Linked DNA regions of Hordeum vulgare: region 2 is linked to region 1. Evidence: chromatin contacts called from public Hi-C data. All regions are on one chromosome and are shown on one strand. Each heading gives the region's core, a stretch centred on a gene start, on an enhancer-like site or on the middle of the called end of the contact. The rest is flanking DNA. Distances are from core to core; before and after follow the strand shown. Region 1 has its middle 250 kb from the start of LOC123427000. Region 2 has its middle 11 kb from the start of LOC123397558.

Region 1 (4,260 bases), core at 1,115-3,614:
CCATCTTCAAGAAAATTTAGAGAAGTGCTACTATGCTTAGATATAAAATTTTCTTCTGGTTGTTGCTGCATGATAGAGTTAATACGAGGAATCCACTTGAGAGGAAAATATTCTATGTGCCCTTATATAGTTGTGTTCTCTGTCATTCTAATTCTACAGAAAGAACAATGCACCTGTTTTGGGACTCTGACTTTGTGGTGGCATACTGGAATTCAATTCTAGGGCACAAAAATTGAGGCATCTCGATCTACGATGAAATTTTGCTCGCTGCCCAAGCTCTCCCCCACAACATTGCCATGGAAATTATTATCATGGGTTGTTGGAATACTTGGATGCAAACGAACAGAATCATTTTCAAAGCTCAGGTTGCCTCACTTGGGTCTTGGCCATTCTCTCTGAGGTGTGATTTATCATTGATTAGACACGGAATTAAAGGAACATTCGAGGAACAACTTTCAAGCTGGATTGACCAGAACCTCCCTTGAATCATGTTATCATAGGGTTTCAAAAAAACAGAAGTAGGATAAACTTTTGTATTTAGTTGGCAGACTTGTTTTATGTACCTTTTATTCTACCGTAGAACGATTGTTCTACGGGTTTGGTTAAAAAAATCTGAATTTTCAATCAATTCACGTGCTTCTATCTAACATGATATGGATTGTGCATAACTCCTAGCGTGCTAGAAAAATATTTATAAAGAATGGGAATCCTCAGCGCAATGCATACCAGGACAACATGTTACCCTTTTTTCAGTTTTAGTGACATTTTATCTTCCTTTATTCATCTTCATGGCCAAAGTCATTATTGTCCTTGGTGCTTTTCAGTGTAGAAGAAAACCAAACTCACTTGGGCTAATTTGCAGGCCTAGGTATGCAAGAGGAGGAACTCGACAAATACACGTGCAAGCTCACATTGATCAATCAAGGTTAGCTTTTCTTTACACTACTTTTTGAATATTTATGAAGAGGTGTAGCACTTTGTTAGGCACAGATTAATACTTCCTATGTCCGTGGGTGACAATGTTGTTTCGTCTCCCCTCTATCTACCACTATATCATATAGTGGATGGATATTTGAATTTGTTTTATGAGTGCACATGTTTTTTTTCTTTTTCCTTGTGGTGTATGCAATGATACTACATGGCTTGAAAGGAGCATCATATCCTGATTCATATGCACAAAAATTCAAGTTTTGCTTCATTTTTAGTTTATAATGCATACCGTTTTCTTCAACAATCAACAATCAGCCTGTAGTAGGTATTCATAAGAATAAAATATGTGTGAACACTCCCCGCAAAAAAAATATGTGTGAGCACGATTTATAAGGATAATTGTGCATATGTTTATATGGACATGAACTATATATATCTTTAAAAAATTGAACAGTGTTTTGTCTTCTTCTTTTCGCGGGTTAATTGAACAGTTCCTCTGGGAGGGCCAGAGCCTGGTCCTACCTTAACATCGACTTTTTGGGCGAATCCGTCCATTGTGCTCAATTGCACCAATTTGGAGGATAGATCGATGTGGACGACTAGCTAGATGATGGGCAGCATGTGCAGCTACGAGACGTGAATCGTGACACCATCCCGGTGAGTGGCGAGCGAGGAAAGGAAAGCTTGAGGGAGAAACTTTAGTTTCCAGAAGCCCCACTTGCTCGTCCCAGCATGTCAAGATTTTCTTTTCTGGCAAACAGGTCCTTTTTAGTTTCCCAACAGAAAAAACTGCGCGCGCCTTTCGGTGCCACGCAACGGCGCAGGCCATGTGAGCCCGTCCGCCAAAGGCGACCCACGACGACTGTTCTACTCGCAGCGCTGCGCGTGCGCTGCAGTGCCGTGCAGCTATGGCCACTGCATGCCCACTCATGGCCAACAGCTGCGCCACCTGCCATAGTGTTTGCTCCAAGCCAAGTTTACCAGAGGACAAAGCAAACAAACCTTTCCATAGTCAGAAGGTCAACTGGATCCGCTCTGTGACTCGTGCAGGGTTCAGGAACCCATATGCATGCGCGGTCAAAATGGAAGGGATGCTAAAAACTCAATCATCAGGTTATCAAGCGCAGTATCTGGGTGCATTTTGCGGCGACCGACAGCTCGATTTCGTGCAAATGCAAGTGTTGGTGGTACGTTTTGAGGGCCGTCGGTGTGTGAGCGTGACCATGCGTGTCTCGCACCGACACCGGTGCACGGAGGCTATTGATTAACCGAGTTAGTACTAGTAGTAGCGTTCGATACCTGAACACGGGTCATCTTGCCTATGACTATGAGCTCAAACTGTGATGTGATCCCCCCATTCTCGGATGAGTTAAGGGGCAAAGAAACAGCAACTCGCAAAAGACGGTAGGTATGGCAGGCATGGCAAGGGAGCGGTGTAGAACGAGACACGGTTGTGCAAAAGAGGGCGGTAGGTATAGGACGGCTGGAAGGCATTTGGTATAACTGCTAGCTAGCTAGCTAGAGTGTCATCGCTTTGGTATCTGATTCTGTTCGTAAGATCAAGTACACTTATTCAGTAACCAGAACAATCTGCTGGTCACAAACACCACACATGCATGGTTTGATCGTTCATAGTGGACGCGCGCCTAGGCTAGGCTAGCACTGCAGGTACCATATGCTAATATGATTGACGGCCTAATTAAGGTTGTGTTGGTGTGTTTGCATTATTTCTGAAATTATTTTAAGATTTCGGGCGATGCCCATTTACTGGAAGAAGATTTTTCGTTGATGACGAGTCAACTACGGTGTTTATAAATCTTAAGATGATATGATAACTCAGTTTTTTAAAGGTGTTCATATGGGTATGATGTGTGTGTACGTTACATGTTTGTCCCGCGATGCTACACCCTCTCCTAGATCCACTCTTTGTGCGACCTCTCGAGGTCCTCTCTAACCGCTTCTCCCCTTGACAGTCGATATGTTTTGCGGCTGCTGCTCCCTTGTAGTTTCCTCCCCAATGACACAACCCGATCTTGTTGGTGTTATGCTCCTAGCCGGGGTTGTGGATGTAGCCGTTGTGGCCAGGCTAGAGTCATGCTTGTTGATGCTTGTGGGCCTGCCTCCTTGTAGGCGAGCCTCTTCGTCTTTGACAACCGTTTTCCTAGCGACGACTGCCTTCGTCCTTAACGATGGTGTGGCGGGTGCGTGAAGCCTTGCAATGATCCCTTTGCCGACGTTGCTTCCACCCGGACGACCCTAAACCTACACCGTCCAGTGTCCACGGTTTTGTGGGCCTCCTCTCTCGGTGTGGTTTCGTCCTTGACGATCAAGTAGCTACATCTTTTCAAGCTTCCTCGGGTTGTCGGTATCTTAGTAGCTCTGCCCCCTACGTCCCCTTGAGTTCCTAGGTCGTTGGCATCATCGATCGTTGTTGCTTTCTATGCGCCGACTCTATCTGCCCCGCCACCTCCCCGACCGTGCCCACCTCCACGTCTCACATTGTAACAGTCCCAAAGCCTGTACCCGATCGCAAGTGTAGAGCCCACCCCTCCTAGGTGGCGGTTCCGACCAACTACTTTACTTCCTAATCTTTGACTCCCGATCAAACGACCATGAGATTGCTCAGAATTAGAGAAGGGTGAAATCCGTACTTGGTTTGTCGATGATAGTAGCGGGGAGACTCACTTGTGTTGTTTCCTTTCTTGGAGACGCTCACATGGCCTTTAAATGCGCCCCACTTAAAGCTCATGGGAATCCTTATGTCCAGTTCTTTGAGCACGATAAACCAAACTACCCACGTCCATACAACAAATTCAAGTGCACGGAAAATAGACATAAGTCTCCTGGGTCAACAACACAAACATGCCCTAAATGAAAAGGAAAAAGAAACCACCATGTGGCCAAAAAACCGAACATGGTGAAGTAAGGCGGTGCCCTCACGTAATTAGTGAGTCCCTAATGCAACCTAGAGAGTGGGTCTCGGTTCTGCCGAAAGCCCGGAAATTTGAAAAACAGAGTGAGTAGCCCGTCGCAAGAAGACTCGCTCGATAACCATCTTCTTACATGTCGTCCAAAGGGTCCAAGTTATCGTTGCAAACACTAGCTAGAAGAGGCTCTTCCTTCTACTGGCAGGGTTGCCTAAGTTTCTAGAAACTCAGACAGGTCAGACGCTTCTCACTTAGGCACAAAGCCTCATGGACAAACCTCCAAAGGAAGCACACAGCGGAGCGGACAAAGAAAATGTTGCTTGAACACAAAGAGGGCAAAGCCCATCGCTTGTCCCATGTTGCTTGACCACCTCCATTCCCGAGTTTTTTTTTTTTGGGGGGG
Region 2 (4,260 bases), core at 848-3,347, 520 kb before region 1:
GAAGTAATGGCTAGAATCCCCCATTGAAATTTGCTATGCATTTTGTGCAGTCTCCTTATACACCATATTTCGTCTTTCCCACCATAGATATCATTGCTGCGATAGCTATAATTTCACACACATTATTATGACCCAAAATACTCAGTTCTTGATTTGGCAGGAGTAGCAGGTATGCGAGCACCTCTTCTCCGGCACGATCAATCTTGCACGCTTTATCAATGATATTAACCATCCCTAATCTTTTCCAAACCTCCTTGGCTTTCATACAAAGGAAGGGCATGTGCTTCGTGTCTTCTAGGCCCTTTGAACAAACAGGACAAATGGGCGAGATCTTCATATGTCTATTTGCAAGCGTAACATGGCAAGGAAGTGTGCCATGAAGCATACGCCATCAAAATATTTTAACTTTTGTTGGACAAGATAATTTTCATATATTACTCCAAAAAGGGTTTGTTGTGGTTCGTCCCATTTCATTATTATATCTTAATTTACTTCCATACTGATGATCCCACTCCACAACGTAGGCAGACCGAACCGAGAATATACTATTTTTCGTATAGCTTCAAGCTTTTTTTTTGGCATATCATATTGTATTACATACATAAGTTTACCCACCTTATTGATACCACAGAAAACACTAATGTTTGTGTTTCATACATGCACGAACTTAATGTATGTTTCCTGCAAAAGAAACATAATGTATGTGAAAATAAATAGTACACTAAGACCTCCTTTGGTTTACATGAATTTTATTGGAATTCCCAAGGATAGAAAACTCTATAGGAAATTTCCTTTGAAGCTTTTTAGTTTGTAGAAATAGAATCATATAGGAACCAATCCTGTGTATTTCAAAGAAGAAAAAACAATAGTCTAGATCCAATAAAACAAATCCTATCCTAGAAATGAAATGACGCCTCTTTTTATATATGATTTGAAATGTATGTCATTTCATTTTCAATGATTTTTTATTTACACAAAATTCCTTTCTTATGAAACCAAATGAGGTTAACTTAGGAATACAAGCACACATCCCGCATAAGCCCGTAAAAGCATGATGTTAGTATAAACTAAGCTAAATCTGGATGAAAGAATTATAACTAATTTGATTTTTTTTTACTTGAAAGCAGGGCGGTTCGGACGCCTCTCTCCATCCCTAGTATAAGTTCATGTAATTAGGAACAATTGTAATCCTGACATAAGTTGACATAAGCTACTTTCACCTCTCAAAAGTCAAACACTAATTTACTGTAGTTCTAAAAGCTAGATCAGCAGAGAAGGAGCCCCATGATTTTTTTTTTGAAACAAAGCAAGAGATTTACCATTTTTATTAACTAAAAAGAAGATTTAGACAAACGTCGCAAAACACCGAGATGAACAAAGAAAGTCTACTCACGCGACATCAGGATGCTCAAGTGGCTGGCCCAACCAAATCCCACAGATGGGCTTCCTCTTTGATTCTCATGACAACGATTGCGGTCCGGGCCATAGTGCTTCGGAAAATCCTAACATTTGATTTCTTTCATATTTCCTAAGAGACCAACATCATCGCACAAGCAATGACCTTTCTGCAATGGCCAGTCATGTACACCGTCTTTTACCGTCAAATTCGAACAGAACCTTCATTTTGTAAAGTCATTGACGAGTAGCCGTAGATGCTGAGTCAAACGGTGATCTCGTTCCAAACTCAATCTCGTTCAAAATCTCATTCGAAGTCATTTCGCCAAGTCATGGGATTATATTTTATTAAGAGAGAAATGTGAGACGCTGAATTCAACTGTTTTTCTTTTTCTTTTGAGGGGTCGCCGAATTCAACTGATGAGGGGTCGAACACAGGCCGGCGAGGGGACACAGCAGCAATTCTACAAAATACAGGTTTCTCAAAAGAACAAAAAAAAAAAAATACAGGCACGTTCACGCTGAGAAACTTCCTTTCTGTGTCGTTGTTTGAAGGGTGAAGACTAACAATTCATTTCCAATACCGGAAGAGTTACCGTACAAATACGAAACCATTTTAAGCTGGATGGACGCACGAGTGGGCGGAGACAAAAAAGCGATTGCTGCGAAAAGGACATGTGTGTAATCCAAAGAAGTGTCCAGCTAATGAATGGCTGGCTTGCATTCGTGTGGACGCCGACTCCCTTTCCCGGTGCCATTTTGCTTTGGCATTGATCTGGGCCAAGCATGTCTCCATCTCCCAAAATATTGGCACAAGTATAATAATCGTAGGATTTCCGAACTAGTAAGACTCAAATCAACCTACGAAGGTACCAAGAGCATCTCTAGCAGACCTATATAAAGACGCGACTCACATAATAACCGTTAAAATATGGATCGATGTAGAAAATGTTGTTCAATCAAACTCTGTAAACGCGTCTGACCCGTAAAATATTTGGAGGTGCGCGGAAAAATCCCATCCCCGACTCACGAAAACACAGGTTTTCGCCTCGCCCCTACGGTGCCCCGTATCTCAGGAAAGCGGTTGATGGGAGGGACATTTGAGCCCGCGCCCTTTCCCCACCCCCTTCCGCCGTCTTCCGTCATTGGTTTCGCCCGTACACCGCCGGCGGTTCCGGCCAAATCTGCGGGCGGAATCGCATCGCGTGGGTGCCCCTGCCTCTCCCACCGAGCCACTGCACCGGCTCTCCGAGTCCGCCAATCCACCGCGCCTGAAGAGCCACCTCCGGAGATGGAATTGAGCCCGTGCGAGAAGTTTTTGCTCGACGATTCATCCGATTCAGACGACTCGGATGTTGAGACAATGCTTCTCACTTTCGCCAGCATACGTTGGTGATGACCCTTGCCGTGAAGGACCAGGAAGACGAGAACCAAAAGAGACGGCGAGGATCGACCATCGACCGTCTTTGCATCTCTCGAAATCGCCATCTCGGGAACGAGATGTTGATGCAAGACTATTTCGCGACAATGCAACATATGCGCCACACCTTTTCCGGAGAAGGTAATGTATGCGCCGATCCCTCTTTGTGAAAATTGTTCAAGTTTGCGAGGGCAATTGTCGGTATTTTACTCAAAGAAGAAATATCGCGGGCTTGAAGAGATTTAGCGCATACCAAAAAATCTCGCAGTTATGCGGGTAATTGCATACAGCATTCCGGCTGACTATGCCGATGAGTACCTTCGCATTGGTGAAGATACTATAATTGAGTCAGTGCGTAGGTTTGCCAAAGTGATCATCCGTGTCTTTGGTCCTGAATATCTTCGGGCACCGAACGAGGAAGACACAAAAAATTGATGGCATCTAATTATAGAAGAGGTTGGTCTGGCATGCTAGGAAGCATAGATTGTCTGCATTGGACTTGAAAAAATTGCCCGAAGACATGGCAGCAAATGTATTGTGGCAAGTCTCATGATGCAACAATTCTGCTAGAGGCCGTAGCATCCGAGGATTTATGGATTTGGCATTGCTTTTTTGGTATGCCGGGTACTCTCAATGATATCAATGTGTTACAACGGTCTCATTTGTTTGCTAGGCTTGCTAGTGGTGATGCTTCTGCTTGCAACTACACTATCTATGGGCATGAATACACAAAGGGATACTATCTTGCAGATGATATATACCCTTCTTGATGCACATTTATCAAGAGCATCAAAGGCCCTCAAACTAGGAATGAGTGTGAATTCGCAAGGTCATAAGAGGCAGCCCGAAAAGACATTAAAAGAGCATTTGGGGTTTTGCAATCTAGGTTTGTCATTGTTCGTGGTCCTGCCCGATTTTGGGACAAGCGATCCTTGCAAAACATCATAACATGCTGTGTTATTCTTCACAATATGATTATCGAAGATGAGAGAGACATGAACTTTGAGTTCTTCTACGACAATGTGGGTAGCCGTGTCAAACCAGCTAGAGACACTAACCGAATTAGGGCTTTTCTTCAGACCTACATGGAGATCAAAAATGCAAACACCCACTTTCAACTTCACAAGGATCTCATTGAGCACCATTGACAAAGGGCTGGGCAGTAACACATTCCATTTTCCCATTCATTTTTATTTCATTCATGTGTGATTTGTATAGGGACAAGTTTTGTATTGAATTATTTAGTTTGCTACGGTGATTTGAATAATTATTGTATTTTCGATGATTATTGTATTGTGATATTGACATTTTCCTTATATTGCACATTATTAATTCGGATTTACGGGGTTTTCGGTTTGCGGGTCGACGGGCGGTGCCCGAACAGACCCCGCATAGCAGACCCGTAAAAGAGCATCTTGTGTGAATATCTTTTTTACGGATCCGTT

Evidence for each region. A called contact is a pair of places that touch in the nucleus more often than the background predicts.
Region 2: a contact with region 1 is called in a Hi-C map of seedling, with 3 times the contacts expected there. The contact joins two enhancer-like sites. A contact is called at or near these places in 3 of 6 Hi-C or Micro-C datasets (leaf and seedling).

The regions. Positions count from the first base shown.
Region 1 is chr1H:129,341,750-129,346,009 of MorexV3_pseudomolecules_assembly, reverse strand. No RefSeq gene overlaps it. Among protein-coding and RNA genes, the nearest start is that of LOC123427000, 250 kb to the left of the region's middle. Within about 2 kb of position 2,364, at least 3 of the 3 cell types and tissues checked have open chromatin away from gene starts, as enhancers often do. A contact at or near this core is called in leaf and seedling, where this site is marked.
Region 2 is chr1H:129,860,863-129,865,122 of MorexV3_pseudomolecules_assembly, reverse strand. No RefSeq gene overlaps it. Among protein-coding and RNA genes, the nearest start is that of LOC123397558, 11 kb to the left of the region's middle. Within about 2 kb of position 2,097, at least 3 of the 3 cell types and tissues checked have open chromatin away from gene starts, as enhancers often do. A contact at or near this core is called in leaf and seedling, where this site is marked.